Regions from separate parts of the Mus musculus genome. Here region 1 is linked to region 2. Evidence: chromatin contacts called from public Micro-C data. All regions are on one chromosome and are shown on one strand. Each heading gives the region's core, a stretch centred on a gene start, on an enhancer-like site or on the middle of the called end of the contact. The rest is flanking DNA. Distances are from core to core; before and after follow the strand shown. Region 1 overlaps Ank2 (ankyrin 2, brain). Region 2 holds the start of Arsj (arylsulfatase J).

Region 1 (4,391 bases), core at 1,134-3,633, 560 kb before region 2:
ATGCACTGGCATGCAGGGATGCACAGGACTTAGGCATATGGAGGTCTTGAGGATACACAAGAAGTGTCAGCTCTCACAAGTCATATCTGTTTCCTTTCCCTTTCTTGCTAACTCCCAGGGAAGCTTCAGAGACCTTCCTGTTGGTAGTCCCTGTCTTGTATATTGATAGAATATCCCAGTTTTTAAAGATCTGAATCTCACAGGAAAGTGCTAGTAAGACAAAATTTGGGCAAAGTTGAGGTCTGCGAAGTGAATCGATTTTAAATGATTTTTCTGAGTGTGCCAGTGGTGCCTGTGGGATGGTTATTTCAGAGCAGACAAGGATCTTTCAGATCCGTGCAGCTCAACCGGAACATGAGTCATATGACCTGGCTTCTCTTTGAGAAAATAAAATGGACACACAGAGTCTTTCCCATGAAGTGTTTCTAAAAGATGAAAAAAAAAAAATCAGGTCCTTTCTGACAAGAGAAGCTCACTTGTGAGAAACTCGAGAAACATGCTAATAGAAACACATGCAAAGGTGAAACAGGAAGTTCTTGGGTGTTCAGGGAAGACAGAGCCTAATTAATCTCGTCTGCTTCCTGTAGGACAACAATGAGTAAAGCCAGGACACAGAGGAGGGCTGTGGTGAAGGACCAGCAGGGGAAACACATCACCTTGGAGCACCTGGAGGATGTTCCCGGAGCACTGGACCAAGACGACCTCCAGCGAGATCTCCAGCAACTCCTTCGGCACTTCTGCAAGGAGAACACAAAGCAAGAGGCCAAATGAGGAGCTGCCCAGTTCTCACCAGAAACCACAAACCCACTCAATATGCAACTTCCCATTTCTGCGCAGGAGTGACTGAAGTGGCCTAATTACTGGGACCCAGTGACACTTCCACTCTCAGCAAACACACAGCATCTACTTTTCCTTCTTTCTCCCTGCCCCTCTCTAACTATAAGCTAATTTGTGACCAAAGATAGCATCCTTCCTTCCGGATGCTGTATCCACTATTTTGAGCATCCGTGCTAACCTGGGAACTGGCATCTCTATTGTTTGCTTCTGCTCAAGCTCCATGAAACTCCATGAATCAGAAGAACTTCACCTGCAGACTTCTTCAAATGACAGGGGAATCCTTCCAAGGGTATCTATGTATAATGTATATAGCCGAAATTCTCAGACGAACAACAGAGTAAAATTCAAACCACTGCCTGTCATAATTACACTGGGCATCATGGAATAAAAGCCTCTAGATATTGCTGAACAATGGTTAATTATGATATTGCTAACACAATCAAATGGTAATACAGTTCTATGGAAGAAACACTTCAGACTTAGACACGTCCTTAGAACTTCCAGAGTAGCCATTTGCTCTTAAAGCCGTCAGGATCATAATCTTGAAGAAGAATCCCTAGGAGTGGTCTCTAGGACTGGTCAGCCATAGCCGTTGGCTCTTGGACTGTGGCCCTGAGGGAGAGGGAGAAGGACTCACAGGCCAGCAGATGGAAACAGCGAGGTATTCTGGTGCTAGAAGCTTCAGGGGTGGTGTTCTAGCACCTTCAGGTGTTTTTGACTTTGGACACGTTGGCAGGGTATTTTAAAAGCTATAACTACTGTAGTTTTCCGGTGTTCATTGCTGCTTTAGCAAACCACGCTGTCTTACTGGTGGTACTTTCTTCTGGCCACTGCACTGTAGATAATTCATTGGAAACAAGATTTATGCACCACACAAAAGGTTAAATGCTGTCACCATGTTGGAGTGGTTTCTTTTCTTTTCTTTTCTTTTCTTTTCTTTTCTTTTCTTTTCTTTTTCCCCACCTCCAAGTTTATCTTTCCTCTAATACCTGCATGTAGCATCACACACACACACACACACACACACACACACACACACACACACACATCTTCTCATTACACTAATGGTTTTCACTCTGAGTCTCAACTTTCTCGCCATGTCTGCTCTTCAGCTTGCAGATGAGATTTTGGGAAATCCTTGGAAAATTTGGTTCTCATTAATTTTTTTTTTTGGTTTATTTATTCAAACCCCAGTCACTCTTGGAAACTGAAGTGCATTTGTGTGACTTTCTGTTTGTTTTAGAGAAGGGACAATGACAGTCTGAGTGCTCCCCATGCCCTATGTCGAATCCCCCTAGTGATTGAAGCTGTGTAGCATTTTAACATATATATATAAATATATTCACAAATATATTCATATAAACAGTATACGTTTTGAATCAGTTATTTGTTAAAGAAAGTATATTCAATGAAGATGAAATTAAAAAGAAAAAGAAAGAAAGAGAGAAAGAAAGAAAGAGAGAGAGAGAAAGAAGGAAAACAGCCTACCCTCCAGAGACTGACATTTTTCCAGTCCTATCTAGCCTTTTCCTGTGTGCAGAACTGACTCATTGCTCGGAATGTCAGACACAAACACGACAAACAATAGCACTTCATCTTTTTGAGTAACATTGCCAAGAGAAGAATTTTCCTGGGAGAGAGGTTTCCCATCAGGCAAATCTCCTGAGTCCCCGGCACTAGCACTTTCTGGGGGACTGTGTAGAAACAAAGTGTTCTTTGGCATCCAAACTGAGAGAGAGAGGCAGGTGGCAGCCCTTCTTGAGATATGAGGTGGCCATCTTATCAGATCTTTGCCCTGGAGCTCATGAAAAGCCTTTCTGTTGTGTTATTTGCAGTGCAGATGATGTCCTTGTGGCAACTTAATGGTTCTTCACTTTTTTTTCCTTCAATTTTAATTTTTTTTTTTTTTGCTGTGTTATCAAAAACTTGAATACTGTGAGAAGTGAATTTTCAGTTGATGAATCAGCATCTTGTTCCCATGGTGATAACACTAATTGAATATATCTATGAGGGCATGTATTAGTTATTGGAAAACAATACAACACTAACAATACATAGCTGCAATGTTGTACAATGGCTGATTTAACTAAATAAAATGTATAAGTGTTAAGTGTTGCAGTGGTGGTTTTGTCCTTCTTTATGACCAGTCTATTTTAGGAGAATCAGAGGTTGTTAAATGAGGTCAACATGAAGCCAACAGAAACACATGAATTACCTTTGTTTTTCCTTTGTGATTTTATTTAATAATATTCTGAGAGGCCAAACGGTAGCATGTGGACTAGCTCACCACAGCCCTGAGGAACTTTTATTCTTACTGTTACTCAACTGGGCAAAACAAGACATTTTTTAATGAATTTTTTTAAATTTTGAGGCTATCTAGTAAATGAAAAGTAGGAGCTTTTAAGGATGTTGAGGGAAGGGAACTGGGGAATCTGATCAGTAACACAGAGGGCAAGGCCACAGGAATTTGATCCATTTATGTATAATGACAGCAGTATGAGACAGACTTTCGGGACAGCAGTAAACCCTGGCATTTCCTTTTTTGTTTTGCAGCCAGAGAACAGGAAATTAAAGGAATATATTCATACAAAGACAAGGCAGGAATATTCAAATTGTAATCCTTTGGAGTGTTTGGGTTTTAAAAAGCAAAACAACAAAATCGCATTATCAATCATTCTCTCTCTCTCTCTCTCTCTCTCTCTCTCTCTCTCTCTCTCTCTCTCTCCCTCCCTCCCTCCGTGTGTGTGTGTGTGTGTGTGTGTGTGTGTGTATGTGTGTGTCCCCTGTCTGTCTTGTATGTCTACAGTGAAAGCAAAAGAAATGCTTAAAACTGAGTGAGTTTATTTAAATCTTACTGCAACATCAATAGGCCAGCTAGATTTGTATTGTCTCTTGTTCATTAACAAGATCTTCTGGGTCTGGGATCACCATAACAACACTAAAGAAAACAGAATATTAAAGTTTGTGCCCTCCCACCCCCAAGTAGCAGTAGATGTGTCCCTGTCATTTGCTTACTGGGCTCTGTTTTCTACTTACTGCAACTCTGGGTTTGCCTGGCACTGGATGTAGAACATTGAATAGCAAGAGAAAATATGAAAATATGGTATCTTCTCATACTTAGCTTCGTGCAAACCCAGTTTTGAAAGTAAGCTTTTGTGACTCATATGCCCTTTTACAAAAATATATTTAGAAGTGGGGCTGAGAGAGCCTCTAATCTAAGGGAAGATGATAGATAGCTTGTAAATGGTCTGTATTAGTCATACAGAGGTGTAAACTCACACACATGCATAGACGCTAAGCATCAATTGGAAATGAGACTGCTCGTGGGAGCCATTCAGTTGATGTCAGCTTGGAGAGCCTGGTTATGGGCAAATGCCAGGCATGAGAATAGGTCAGATGGAAAGAAACTAAACAAATTTTTAATGAAAACCTAAATCAATGCTAATTTTTCTTGAGTGGCAGATTCTCTCGAGATAATCTGCCTGCTTTCATTAAAAAAGCATATTAAAACTTTGTGAAAACTGAATCCATCATCTCTACTTAAAAACAATACT
Region 2 (4,543 bases), core at 786-3,285:
ATGCATGAACACCTTAAGGAGATGAGCCATTTAGCAAACTATTGACAACATTTCTTCGTCCCCTGAGCTGCATGAGTAACTCAGAACCCTTCCCCACACAGGAGGAGGAGCAGCAGCAGCAACAGCAAATCCCACGGAACCCACGGCATTTTGAGAACTGCCTTGGCAGACAAGTACAACACCATGAGAGGAAAGCACCCAACAAAGATGGAGGCAGAATTCTATCCCACACCCGTCATATTCTGTGTCACCTTTCCTGCTTTTGTGACCTCTGCTCTCTCTGTGATGACCTGGGGTTTCAAACATTCAATCCCTAAATTTTGTGACAAACTAAGAGTTGTAAGTGGCATTTTTTTTTCCTCTGTGGATTCTGTTCTGATACCTGAAATGGAATGTGAATGCGCTTGACAATCAAAACAGATTGGGAAGTAGCAACCACGGAGGTCTCTGGTTGATGGACGAGTGTAAAAATACTGACACCATTCAAAAGCTCACAGCTGGCTGTCAGGGAAAGGAAAGGGAGGAGATTAGGGCCGGGGTATTGACACTAATGCGAGGGGCTGTTCATTCATTCATTCATTCATTCATTCATTCATGCATTCTCTTGTTCATTCATTGGATTGTTTCCCACATACTTTTAGATCCTCTCTTAAATTAGAAACCAGTTTTAAATAAAGGCCTAAGAGTTTTCCAAGTAATACATAAAAGTGGTAACACTTACTTTCCGGTAATAAACTGGCTCCTGGACGGTGTGCAAATAGGCTGGACATAGTAGTTCTCTAGCTTAACTCCTTCTGCAGCGAGTTTATCAAGGGTGGGCGTCTTTATCTCAGATCCGTGGTAACCCACATCTCTAAATCCCTGATCATCAGCTAAGATAAAAATGAGATGGGGCTGGGAGGTGCCTGCTGTGCCTGCTTCAGGTCTCTCATCAACTTGAGCTTTTAGGGACCCCTCCTCTTCTAAGTCCTGGCCCCAGCACAGGTAGCCATAGGTGAGCAGGCTGAGGACCGAGAAGCCTGCCAGGGCACCCATCGCTAAGAACTTTCCAGACCAGGCCCAGGCCTGTGGAGATAGCGGAGGCAGAGGCTCCGCACTGTCCCTGGGGGCCATTCACTCTGGTCCCACAGGAGACTCCACAAGCAGAACCCTGCCCCCTTTGCTGCTGCTGGTCCACTCATACATGCGAAGGGGTAGAGACAGCTGAAGGAAGGCTGCGAGGGAATCCTGCTCCCTTCCCCAGATGCCACCACTTCCCACAACTTCAATCCTCTGGAGGTAACGGTTTAACTCATGAACATTGGAAAAACTAGAAGGGAGCAGATGTCCTCTTCACTGACTTGCAGTTCTTTACTTTTCAATTTTTCTTTTACCTCCTAACATCACCCGGCAGCTTGCAGGAAAGAAAAAAAAAGTTAGCATCTTCACCCAAAAGTTCTCACGAAGAAATAATAAAAATAATAAAGGACAAGAAAGGGACTGAGAGCCACACAGGACAGGAACGTCTGGCAGTCATATCATCCTCCACATCTTCGGGGAGCAGGACTGTGTCCATGCGCAGGCAAGCACCAGGCGTGGTGGGACTGACATCGGTCCAGCGTTCCAGGCACCCGGGAAGCCTTGCCAAGTTGCCCCAAGGAACCCCTTGCTTATGGATGAATGACAGGCTGAGCCGAGGGGACCTTCTTCCTGCTGGCCGCTACTCCTACCTTTTCAAGGCTAGTTCCCCATTTTCCGCTGAGCGTTTGTCAATCTTCTTGACCCCTCTCCGGGCCCCCGAAGTGAGAAAGGATCCTGCCCCAGCCGGCCTCCTCTTCAGCAATTCCTTCTCTACCCCGAAGCGCTTGGGGACATTCACAGAGTCCTGGGCGGCGATCGCAGAGCGCACGTGTCCCCTGTGGGTGCTGCAGCTGCTCCAGCGTGCCCTTGGGTGGCTGACTTAGTTCTAGCCATCTGTGCTTTCCTCCTCTGTTCGCCAGGCAGTCGCAGCCGGAGATCCATGCTTGCTGGTTGAGGGCGGGCCCAGGCCGGGGAGGCGCTGGCTCTCCGCCCTCCTTTCTGCGAGGAAAAGGATGGACCCGAGAAGGGCGGCTTTGCTGCGGGGCGGCTCCCTGGGGTCCCCAGTGAGACTCCTCAGTGCAGGTGAAAGACCATCTTTCTGTGGGTCTGCCCATAGACGATGCCCCTTGTCCATCCCGAAACGTTGGAAGCTACTGGAGCGAGTGAGAAGAGAGCAGGAGAATCAACAGATGGCACAGAACACTCTGTGGCTGGTTTTCCTTCATTGCTCAACTACTGCACCCCCCCCCCTTCCACCCGCCACCCATTCCCATCCCTCCCTGGCTTTGCCGTTTCTTTTCTTTTCTCTTTATTTTTACTGACAGCCACAAGTGCAACTTTTAAACTAGTACTTTTTCTGTCAACAGTTGACTTTTCCGGTCTCATCACTCTCTTCCTTAGTGAAGATGTTAAGAATGTAGGCTTTCTGCCTCTCTCCAAACTTGGTTTTTCCCGCCAAGAATGTAGAAAGAGAGGAAGGTTACACCCCGAAGAAGGAAGCCCATCTGTCGCATAGTGTCGAGTCAGCGATTCATGCGCTAACCTGGAACTTACTACATACCTGATGGTAACTCTGAGCATCTGATGCTCCTGTCTCCACTTCCCCAGACTGTAAGATTTCTCGAAGCCAGGTTCATATAGTGTTGAGTGAACACACACACACACACACACACACACACACACACACACACACACCCTCGGCGTACTGTCATATAATGTTGAGTCAACCCCATGCCATCTGCCAGCTGAGCTCTGCCTCCAGCCTTTGGATTTGTTTTGTAGTGAACATAATATCACCGTGTATTCTCTTCTCATTCCTCCCCTCTCTCTCCCTTTCTCTCTTTCCATTTATATCTCCTTTCTTTTGTTTCTCTCCTCTCCCTACAATAAAAGATTGCTTTCACTGAGAAAACATACTTTATTTTTTACCATAGTTAGAACCGTTTAAAACACTGCCCAGAGGCAGGATCTTTATAGAAGAGGCATCAATGCCAAAAGCGGTGTATATATATGTTATTCCCAATGTTTTCAACACTTTCTTACTGAACACCTAGTATAGCCTGGCATACAACATGCAAGATTCAATTAATGACTAAGTCATAATTCCAAGTTTCATTTAGCTGTTACTTTTAATTCCCTTCTGCTATTACACAGTTCCTGTCAACTTTGCAGGCAAACTTGGTGAAATGGAAACTTAAACTGGGAGACAGAATGCTGTTTCATGCAGCTAATTTTGCCAACATGAGCAGGCAGTGGCTTATTCTGGCTGCTTCCAGGAGAGACGTTGAGATTTAGAAGACATGCTTAGAATTGAGAGTAACAACTCTCTAAGTTTAAATTTCCAAACATTTAAAAAGAGTCAGTTCTACTGGGAGATTAAAAGCACAGAGAGGTAGGGATTCCGACTTCACTGGTCTAGTGGGGTGGGTGCTGGAGTGGAAAAGATGTACACACTCCAACAGACCCAGCTATTTTCAGTTGGAGAGCTAATGAGTAACATGGCAGGAGGGTCGTCTGTGTTTCCATGTGACAATAACAAGCATTTCCAATTTAGATTTTTGGCAAGAATTTTCTTTAAGCCAACATTTATGCAATACTTCCTGTGAGCTAACCATTGTACCCTAAACATGGACACACTTATGCATGCTCAAGTACCTCTTATACTTCATTATTCTAGACTAGCCCCGAGGAACATTGTTCCACTTGATAACAGTGGATGAGATGGGCCAGTAATAGCAGTGGAAGCAAGGAGTGAACTAAATTAGGATGTCTGGACTCTGGTAGACCCTCTACTATGGTGGAGAAGAAAGATCTCACTCAACCAAAACCTTCAGGCCCCAAGTGTTACTGTGAGAAGACATTCTGGAGAAGACAAAAACAAGGAAATTATAAAGCAAACACACCTGATGCAAGATGTGTGCGGTTAGGAGGTGAGGTACTTCAGAGGAGTGAGCTTTAAATGGAAAAGGATATTATTTTATTTGTTATCTTTCTTTTTTCTGCAGAAGTTTTGGATGTATAACTGACTTCAAAGCTCCTTCTCTTCAAAAGATTCACTTACAAATGGGGTTTCAAATCATTCCCAGCCAACAAGCACAGACTGGTCACAACTGGCAGCCAGGAGTCTATTGTCTGTGTACTTGGGTTATAAATACGGACTCGGCATTTCCTACCATAGAGTTGGAATTCATGCTCTCTTGTTTCAGACAATAGTCCCACCTCCCTCATGAAATGTCAAGTTGACATGTCTGTGCAGCTTAGTAGTCTTCTCACATTAGAACCAACATTCTTGATTCTAGCAATCAGTTGTTTCCATGGAATCTTGTCTTAGGTTTATTTTGGTTGGGTATACTTAATTATAAATAAACCCCATTTAGTTATAGAATGGCCATATGTCTTGGCTACTGTTCTATTGGTGTGAAGAGACACCACAAGTAAGGCAACTAAAAGAACAAAGCATTTCACTGGAAGCTTGTTTACAGCT

The links. A called contact is a pair of places that touch in the nucleus more often than the background predicts.
Region 1: a contact with region 2 is called in a Micro-C map of muscle stem cells, with 6 times the contacts expected there. The contact joins the enhancer-like site here to the promoter of Arsj in region 2. A contact is called at or near these places in 5 of 39 promoter capture datasets (the 3T3-L1 cell line, the C10 cell line, cranial neural crest and 2 more), 1 of 15 datasets of contacts at CTCF or cohesin (pro-B cells), 1 of 484 Hi-C or Micro-C datasets (muscle stem cells) and 1 of 9 other capture datasets (liver).

What each region holds. Positions count from the first base shown.
Region 1 is chr3:126,920,168-126,924,558 of GRCm38.p6, reverse strand. It overlaps Ank2 (ankyrin 2, brain), which reads left to right. Exons shown (of 48, transcript NM_001327938.1): 48 at 588-2,952. The coding sequence ends at 602. Among named protein-coding and RNA genes, the nearest start is that of Gm25501, 83 kb to the left of the region's middle. Within about 2 kb of position 2,383, at least 61 of the 459 cell types and tissues checked have an H3K27ac peak or open chromatin away from gene starts, as enhancers often do. A contact at or near this core is called in muscle stem cells, where this site is marked.
Region 2 is chr3:126,361,344-126,365,886 of GRCm38.p6, reverse strand. It overlaps Arsj (arylsulfatase J), which reads right to left and starts at 2,035. Exons shown (of 2, transcript NM_173451.3): 1 at 722-2,035. The coding sequence starts at 1,113. Gm35408 (a long non-coding RNA gene) reads left to right here. Exons shown (of 3, transcript XR_376049.2): 3 at 102-334.